2 separate regions of the Rattus norvegicus genome follow, and region 2 is linked to region 1. The links are chromatin contacts, called in public HiChIP or PLAC-seq maps. All regions are on one chromosome and are shown on one strand. The core of a region is the stretch at or near the end of the contact, and the rest is flanking DNA. Distances in the headings are between cores, read along the strand shown. Region 1 holds the start of Jpx (JPX transcript, XIST activator). Region 2 holds the start of Rlim (ring finger protein, LIM domain interacting).

What was found. HiChIP or PLAC-seq counts read pairs in DNA pulled down with a chosen protein or histone mark.
Region 2: an H3K27ac HiChIP or PLAC-seq map of oligodendrocytes shows a contact between it and region 1, with 8 times the contacts expected there. The contact joins the promoter of Rlim here to the promoter of Jpx in region 1. A contact is called at or near these places in 2 of 12 Hi-C or Micro-C datasets (the A7r5 cell line and psoas muscle) and 1 of 1 datasets of contacts at active chromatin or transcription factors (oligodendrocytes).

The regions. Positions count from the first base shown.
Region 1 is chrX:72,575,242-72,580,070 of GRCr8, reverse strand. It overlaps Jpx (JPX transcript, XIST activator), which reads right to left and starts at 2,908. Exons shown (of 8, transcript XR_597655.4): 1 at 2,189-2,908.
Region 2 is chrX:73,067,285-73,072,113 of GRCr8, reverse strand. Rlim (ring finger protein, LIM domain interacting) reads left to right here and starts at 2,122. Exons shown (of 5, transcript NM_001024892.1): 1 at 2,122-2,242; 2 at 3,682-3,744.

The DNA.
Region 1 (4,829 bases), core at 1,659-4,158:
ATGACTGCCTGATTTACTGTCAGTAACTGCGTCAAAGTCCCGAACCACTGCTTCTCTGCAGAAAGATCCATCAACACAGAAATGTTTTACACAAATGGAAATAGCATTCCAAATTTGTATCTCAGGCACTATATTGTTTATTTGTCAAAAGTGCCATCAGGGTGCTGAGGAATATAGCATTCGCATGACTCAAATATGTGACTTCCTTTGCCTGCATGCACAACCATTTAAAGTGACTTGTAGTGGATGTTTTAACTTATCAATGCTCTGTTCAAAACCTCCTTTGTCTATGCAGTGGGAACAGCTGTCCTGTATCCATAATTAATAAAGATTAATTCCTGATATGGACTCATTATTCTGGTCTTAGTAATATCCTATGTAAATATAAATGATTGCTTTTACTTTTGTTGTCTTTATTAAAAAATTTAAATGTGACTTATTTCATTTCATATGCATGAACATTTTTCTTGCGTGGATGTTTGTGCATCATGTGCCCGGTACCCAAGGAAGTCAGAAGAGGATTTGGATCCCCTGGAACTTGAGTTACAAAAGGTTGAGAACTGCCATGCAAAATACCAGCCATGTTAGAACTTCATATGTCACCAAAAAATTAAGTGGAGAAGCTGAGTTGTGATCCCAGCTATTTGGGAGGCTGAGGCAGAAAGATTACAAAAATCAAGACCAGCCTGGGTTAATACTTTTAAAATAAGAGCTACACCCTGGGAATGGTGGTACAAGCTTGTAATCCTAGCGCTTGGGAGCTAGAAATGGGCAGTAAGGGCCAGGGACAGCCTCAACTACAGAAGACTTTGTTTTGGAAACAAGGGGGAAAGGGGCTCAAAAGGTGGGTTCACACTGCCTGTAACTCCAGTTCCACAGGATCCTATGGCTTCTTCTGCCGTCCATAACTGTACTCACATGCACATACCTACACACAAACACACACAATTAAAAAGAAATCTTAAAGCCGGGACAGATCTAGATATAGTTCGGTAGTAGTATGATTGCCTAGCACCACAGGGTCCTAGGGTTCCACAACCAATACTAGTGGGGAAAGTTAAAATTAGCATGATCACTAAACTAAAAATAATAGTTACTCTACAGAACGACGAAAGAGCACGACCCAATTGTGGCTAGATATGGCAAAACTTCAACTATAGTGACAGCGTTTGATTTTATTCACTGTGTTTGCCTTTGTGTTAAATAGGTCATACTGTATAAAGCTGCCAAAATAATGTTTTAAAAAATAAAGTTAATTTTAACATTCCTTTGTCACCCTCATACACATATGAAAAAAATGAGATCATATTATTCTATAACTTACTTTAATATAACAAGCTATCCTATCGTCTTTTATATCAAAGAATCAAAATATACTTTTTAAGCACTCTCCTACTGATGGAGACACAGGTTGTTTCTTCTTGCCACAAAAAGAGAGCCACACAAGCATCCTCTGTTAGGTCTTCTTATTTGTATGCAGATGCGTCTCTTTCTGAAGGATTAAGCCTTAAAAGTCAGACTGAGCTCCAGATATTGAAACTTGGTATTCCATATATTTTTTTATTTCTCTAAATATAGCTACATTAATGTTTCCAAATTCATACTTTATTCAGCCATGATTAAGGTACTGAAATTTCTTTTGACTGAATCCAACAGCATCCAACAACAGAACACAGATCACCTTTTAAGGCCTATTATAACAGATGCTTCCAGACTACATAATCAGTAACATCCTCAGTTGGAATACATAAGAAAGTTATGGGGGAGGGGGAGCATATTATACCATAAATAATGTTGCAAACAAGCTAGTTTTATCAACTACTAAATTTTGATGAGAAAGAGCTGAGGCTGTTCTTGGAGGCCTCTGGGGAGCTGGAATAAACACTCCATTTTGGAGACATTCACGATGGGTCAAACTAATTAGACAAAGGAAAACGAAAAGAAACCTCAAAACCTCAAAACAGGATCTCTCCTAGGAATTAGCCTCCCCGGCCTGACAGGTTCATCCATGTAGGTCCGGTGATGCGGGGACTGATCACTTATCTATTGTGGGCGGAATAGGGGAGTGCCAGCAGGCTAACTCGTCCCGCTCACCAGACCATGCACCAGACCACGCGCCAGACCATGCGGTCGGAGTGGTGACCGCTGTCCCGGCCACCTCTCTGGCAGCGCGTGACCCGGCACTCACCAGGGCACGTTCATTAACTGGCCAGTTTCTCCACTCTCATTAAGTCATCCTCTAGCTGCCTTGCTAGTCCCGGGAAGGAAGCATACGTGTGGACGCCGCCATCTTACAAGTTATAGAAGCCTGGATTTCTGGCGCCGCGGAGAGGGGGGGTCGAGAGGGGGGAGAGCATGCGTCACAGCCAAACCGTCCTTGCGCCGCGCGGCGCCGCACTGTCACGCTCTTCCCTAATGGCTGCTCCAGCAACGTGACCCAGACTGTCAGCGGTTGCTTCCGCAGATGACTGAGCGCTTGCGGTTCCTCTCACAGCTGCCTCTTTTAGCTTCTTTCACATGCTCTGGCTCTTCTGGCCTGTCTTTAATTAGTTTTTCTCTTCCCCTCCGTAATTCTTTTCCTTTCTGTTTCCGTAGAAGACCGGCTTGTGTTTTGCTCCCGAGACCTCTATCGGAACCGCTTCTGTGTTTTTAGCTACCAGCATTGCTGTAGCTGCTGTAACTGCAATCCACGTGCCACAGAGGTTAGGTGGCAAAGTAAACCACATGCCTGGGAATGTCTCATGTTTGTGGATAAAGACTCAGTGTTATACCATGTCTTATTCCTATGGAACAACTCACGGGGCCGAGGCTGATAATAACTCCTTCGGCTTTTGGTGGGTCACACCAATACAGGTTGCTACACAAATTAGAAAGGGATCCTGGGTTATCAATAAAGGCAGAGACCAAAACTCCCATTTAAAAGAGAAAGAAACAAATTCTCATTTTATCTATTGCACCAAGAGGCACGGGGGCAGGAGAGACTGTTCAATGGTTAACTGTGCTTACTGCTCTTGCAAAGGATGGAAGTTCAGTCAGTCCCTACCAGCCATGTGGGGGTAGGGAACTCACAACCGCCTCCAATTCCAGGGGAAGCCATCCCCAACTCGCGCAGCTAAACGCACATGCCCATCTCTTTCTCTACACAGACAAACATGCATGCATGCGTGTACATAAGGAGAGAACTAACTCCGGCAGGCTGTTCCTCTGATCTCCGTGTGCACTACGATACCTGCACGTGTGTGTGTGTGTGTGTGTGTGTGTGTGTGTGTGTGTGTGTGTGTGTGTGTGTATTTAATTAAAACCATTTTGGAAAGTTACCGAAGGAGCCTCAGTGAATATCTGCAGTTACTTGAGGAAGGCTTTGCTAAGGCAACCTGGGACAGCTGTCATGGAGCTAAGGACTGTCCTCTCTCCAGATGTTAGCACATTCTTCCTTACACTGGTTTCTCTCTTTCCCATTGTAGGCAGTTCTGCTGTGCTAGGTCTCCTCAGCTGTACCCAGAATTTGCCTTTTTGGAATCCTCTTTCTTCTGCCTGGAGTTTCTCTGAGATGGCAAGTTTTAGAAATGATGACCTGCACCCCCACCCCAGAACCAAGACAATCAATTTGATATGCTCTGTGACTATACATTTTAATCTAAATATAATTACATATTTTCTCCCACTCCCTTCCTCCAACCCCTATGTTATTCCTCACCACCAGTGCCAATACCACCACCACCACCATCATACACACACACACACACACACACACACACACACACACACACACTGTCTCTCAGATTTCTGGCTTCTTGTGTGTATGTAATTTTTCCAAAAGCAGGGCTGGGGAAGTGGCTCAGTGTGCAAGAGTACTTAATATTATTCTTGTGAAGGACTTGGGTTCAATGCCCAGCAGCCACTTCATGGGGCCTATCACTTCCTCAGCACCATGCACACGTGTGGTACACAGACCTACACGCAGGCAAAACGCACACACATAAAAAAATCTTAAAAATTGTTTTATAAAATTAAAAAAACAAAACTAAACAAAAGGCAAATATAAAAGCTGATTCAGAGGTATCTGGGAGCCCAACTGGCTGCATTATCAATTTCTTTCTAATGTCTGCAGCAAAACTGATGAAATAAATACCAAGAAGTGTGACTTCAGCTAATTTTTAAAGATTTGCCTTACAAGTCATGTATACATCTTTGTTGCTGTTTGTTTTTGAGACAGGGCCCCAGGTTTTCCAGGCTGGCCTCAACTCAGGACGTAGCAGAGAATGACTGAATTCCTAACTCTTCTTCCTTCACCTCCCTAGTTCTAGGGTCACCGCATGTACCACTGTGCCTCTGGCCTTTGGCAATAAGCTTACACTTTCTGGAGGTTCCCTCAACACTCTTTTATGTCCATTTGGGAACAATCTTTTAGTTTTAGGATTAAAAACCTTATACTCTGTTCTCATCTAAAAGTATTTCCTTTATCTTTAATTTTTTTATATAAATGGCTCAAAACTTCTTATAATATTTTACATTTATTTATTTATTGCATGTTTGTGTGTGAGAGAAGGACCAAGGAGGGGGAGGGAGTGAGGGAGAGAGGGAGAGAGAAAGAGATTGAAAGAGAGAGAATGTCCTGGCTGTCCTGAAACTCACTAAGTAGACCAGGCTGGAACTTAAAAATCCTCTTGCCTCTGCCTCTAGTAGGATTAAATAAAACGATTCTTTATCGGTCTAATGAAAATCAAGGAAACACTGAGCTTGCCTAGGATTCTGGCACTTGAGAAAGTTAGGAAGGAGGATCAGGAGTTCAGCTCATCCTCAGCAACATAGTAAGTTCCAGATCAGTC
Region 2 (4,829 bases), core at 873-3,372, 490 kb before region 1:
CACTCTAGCCTAGGCTGGCCTGGAACACACTAGGTAGCCCTGACTCACTTGAATTAGATGCAATCCTGTTTGATCGACTTAGGTACCCTGATAACAGGCAAACACTGTGGTGCCCAACTACACTGGGGCTTTTGACACATTACCAGATTGTGTTTTAAAAGTTACATGACTTTTGAGCAGGGTATGGTGGTACAGGTATGAAATATCAGTACGAGTACTTGGGAAGTAGAAGGTTGACTGTAGATCAAGGCCAGTCTGGGTCTCATAGGCGGACTATCAATTTTAAAATGTCTCACACTTTAATCTCAGGCTGGCCTGGAATTCATTATGTAGCCCACAATGGCCCCCAACTCTAAGCAATCCTCCTGTTCTCAGCCTCCCCCGTTCTTGAGTTTTTATTGTGTTCTTTTTTAAAAAGAAAACGATTTATTTATTTTATGTATGCGATTACACTGTCGCTGTCTTCAGACACACAGCAGACGAGTGCATCGGATCACGTTACAGATGGCTGTGAGCCACCACGTGGTTACTGGGAATTGAACTCGGGACAACTGGAAGAGCAGTCTGCGTTGTTAACCGCTGAGTCATCTCCTCCAGTCCTTTACCGCGTTCTTAAATGGTGAGATAAACAAGTAGTTTAAGTGCTTTACAGAAAATTAAATAGGTAAGGGCACTGGAGAAGGTTAAATAGAGTGGTTATAGGTTTCTCTGGGAGGTGAGGCCTAGGAGATTAATGTAAGAATATCAAAAGAAAAATATTCTAGTGTAGTTTATGTGTGTGTTTTTGTTGGTGTTTTGGGGGTTTTGTTTGTTTGTTTGTTTCTTTTTTCTTTTCTCTTTTGATTTTATGAGATAGAGTTTCTCTGTGTAGCCCTGGCTGTCCTGGTACTCGCTCTGTAGAGCAGGCTGGCCTAAATTCACACAGAGATCTGCCTGCCTCTGCCTCCTTAAGTGTGTGGGCTTTAAGGGCGAGCCAGTATCGCCCAGCTTCCAGTCTAGTTTAAGCAAGTGATGTAGTAATGTTAGGTTCGTTGGAATAACAGTAAAAAAAGCTAGTCTACCTGTTCTTTTATCAGAAAACAGAAAAATGGGGGTGGAAACACAGAGGCGTCCTTAAAACGCGAGTTAAGGTTCTTTTCCCCTTTAAACAATGGGAACCGAAAGCAGCGTGGCACATTCCCTCCATTTCTTTAGGCTTAAGCATCTAGGAGATGCTTCTTTAACTGCCCTTTTAGAATTCCCTTTCAGACTTTTCCCATCGATTTACAAATCGCCGCCCCCTTTTAAAGTACTCTAGTTAGAGCCTCATGGACTCCTACGTACTCTAGTTAGAGCCTCATGGAGTCCTTTGTACTCTAGTTAGAGCCTCGTGGACTCCTTCGTACTCTAGTTAGAGCCTCGTGGAGTCCTTCGTCACCACTTTTTAATATTGCAAATTCACTTTTGTCCCTACCGTGTACTCCTCCAGCCCCTTCCCCACGTTTAATCTCCAGTATTTAGCAACAAATTGTTTTATAAATGTGTTCACCCTAGATTACCAAATCCCATAAGGACTGAGAATTCCTAAACTATTTCAACTTATTTTATGGCTCAACTTCCTCAACATCTACAGCTGTGCTTGATCGACAGTTGTCATTCGATAAATACATGTTGAATAAAATGTTGGCTGCAGTCTACACTAGTCGGGACTGTGTGAATCAATGCCAGTTACAGTGATACTACATTCTTGTTCTCTGAAAAGGGCTTCAAGCCGCCCGACTGTGACGTCCTTCAGCTTTCAAAATGGGAAAGCGAAGGTTCCCACAATTCTCAGAACGCGAATTTCTCGCTACAATTCAAAATGGCGAAGGAGGGTGGGGCCTGTCACATGGTGGGCGTCCCAGCAGCATTTTTTTCCCGACCCGCGGCCCGCCTGGGCGGGTAGTCTACCGGTCTCCTCCTTTGCCCACTAGGCCTTTTCTAGGACTCAACTGGGATTGGCTGGCTAGCAGTCTGGGAGTGGCGCTGTGAAACTAGGACCGCACCATCACTTCCTGTTGTGGGCAGTCGTTTCCTGTCACTGCTAGGTAACAATGGGGAAGATAATGGCTGCTTGAGCTACGTCTCTGAGCTGGCGCTGTACTAGAGGCGGGTCTCTTTGCCAGGTTTTAGAGGCGGGCGAGAGCGCGGCGGCGGCGGCGGTGCGGCGGAGCCCCGGTAGCGGCGGCGAGCCCAGTGAGTCCACTCCTGGCCGAAACATCGAGTAAGTGAAGGCACGGGTACGCTGAGAAATGGGATGTCGGGCTGGAGGTAGGCAGGGGCGTCGCGGCTCTCAAAATGGCCCGAGTGGCCAGCCGCGGCCGAGACACCCAGTACGGCCTCCGGACTCGGGCTCACGGCTGCGGGGGGCTCCGTGGCGTAGTCGCCGCTGCCATTTTAGTTGGGTGGCGTGTGGCGGCCGGCTCTTGGAAGAAGGGGAAGGAAGCGGGTAGGACTTCCTCTCCCAGGCCCTGGGAGTCGGGGCTCGGCCCTCCCAAACTACGAATGCCGGGGAGGCGATCCTGGACTCTGGGCCTCAGGCGTGAGAATGGCTCCAGTGCTTCTCCTTACTCAGAGGTCCCCCCCCTCGTCGTCGCCCCGCGTTGCGTATCGGGCTAGGGTTTGGGGAAGTGGGGTGGAGGTGCTCTTAACTCAGATGTTGGGAACTCTTGAGCCTTCAGATTTTCACAGAATACGCGGAGCCCCATTTTGAACCCTTCTGTAGGGCATTACCAGTTTGTTACCTCTGGGGCTACGATGACAGTCTTCCCGGAGGATCGGGGACAAATGTGGTTTGCGCCCCTGCTCCTTTAGCTCTAAGTGTATCCTTGGCCAGATATTACTGGAAGGGTTTTCCTTCTCCTTAAAAGAAAACAATCAAAAACCATAAAAACGGAGGGAAAAGACGTTGCGGGTTGTTTTCCCTGGTAAGTGTGGGAATTGAGCCAGAATATTTTCAAGTTAATTTCCGTGTGATCTGCCAGCAGTCCTACCCCTCCCCCACTCAGAAAAAACCCCTAAGGGTCTCAGCTTCTGCGGGCGGTACCTGCCACGTACGCCATAGCCTAGTAACTAGTATTAACCGGTTGGGCTTCTGCTTCCTGAATACTCAGTCCCTTTCCCCCTTCTGCTGATTAATTTCAAGATGGAGGAGACAGCCACGTTCTTTCCCTGGACAGTTTCACCATACTTATTCCACAGGTTAGTCTGGCAGTCTGAGGCCTAGCAGACTACTTATTTAGGTCATTTTTTTTTCTCTTTTGGAGGGGAAAAGGATTTATAGCAGATTCTCGTGCACTCCTGGCAGGCCCCACAATATTTTTTGCTAGAAATAAGTTGCCTATATTTCTTGAATCATAATTAGCCACAGTGGGTTTGGATGATTGAAGACAGAATATTAAGTGTAGTCCTAATCATTTCTTTGATTCTTTAGAGTTAAGAGGCAGGCACAAAAGGTAGGTCGCCTCTCTTGGCCTTTAAAGGAAATCTTTTATCTAACTCCTGGTTCCCTCTGGCCTTGGTTGTCCAAATATCCTAATACTAACATTGAATTAAGTTGACTTATGATATTTCTAACCAAAATGTGTTTTTAAGAATTTGTCTTATTTCGAAGAAAATACGGATTTGCAACAGGAAGAATAATGAATAATTTTTGTTTTCTAGAGCGGAGTGAAGAAAACTAAAATCCAGTTTGTTGGATTTTCAGTACTATGTCATAAAAGACAGGTAATTATTTTTTGTGTTGTCTCCTGGTGATTTATAATATAGAATGCATTTTACAAATATACGTTCCGTTCTATAGCCCTGTGGTTGAATGGGTTCATTGGTGTTGCCTATTCTTCATCATGGGTACTTTTTAGTGTGAATTCAAAGGGTGCTTTTTCAGTACCTGAAAGTCATCTGTGCTTTATCTGTGACATCCTGTCTATTCATCTGTCTCCCTGTCTGTCTCTGTCTGTCTATTTATCATCTATCTATCTATCTATCTATCTATCTATCCATCCATCTATCTATCAAGACAGGGCCTCTCTATGTAACACTGGAACTAGCTCAGTAGATCAGACTGGCCTGGAACTCAGAGATCCATTTGTCTCTGCCTCCTGAATGCTAGGCTTAGAGGTGTGCACTGAAAGAAAGAAAGGTATGCTGCTTTTAAGATTGTTAGAGACACCTGAGTATAAGAAATTGTTTTTACCTGTTCAGTGAATAAATGAAATATCAATAGAATATGAGTTACTTTGTGTGTCATAATTTTCTTCTCAGGATTCAAGAAGTCATATTGGTATGTATTACTGTAATTGGAATTAATTTTTTCATTATTATCAACATTGTAATATAACCATATAAATTACTTGCGCTAACCAGGATACTTAATAAGTATTCCTAGAAAGCAAATGCAAACTTGGATTGTCCTAAGCAAACTGGTCTGGATAGTTAACTTGAGGCTACATTTCTAACTATCTATTCTTGAAGGAGTATGTGCAGGCTCTGTGTTTGGCACGCATTACTTCATAATCTTAACAGTCAGGACTTCATGGGGATATTAACTGTTTTAAAGAGGAAACAGACTACTCTTGAGTAAAGGTTGAATGATTTGTTAAATTGTGGAGCACTCATTTTATCTCAGGTCTGTCCCAACACTGAAGTCACCAAACTTTAATATCGATATACCTGTTGCTTTTCCAGTTACCAGGAAACTACTGGAAATTAAAAGCGATAATCTGTAAGTTATCTTGTATCCAAAACCATTATTAATGCTAAAGTCATTTGTCTCAGTGGAACAGGTGAGAGGGGGAGAGTAATCTAGCAAG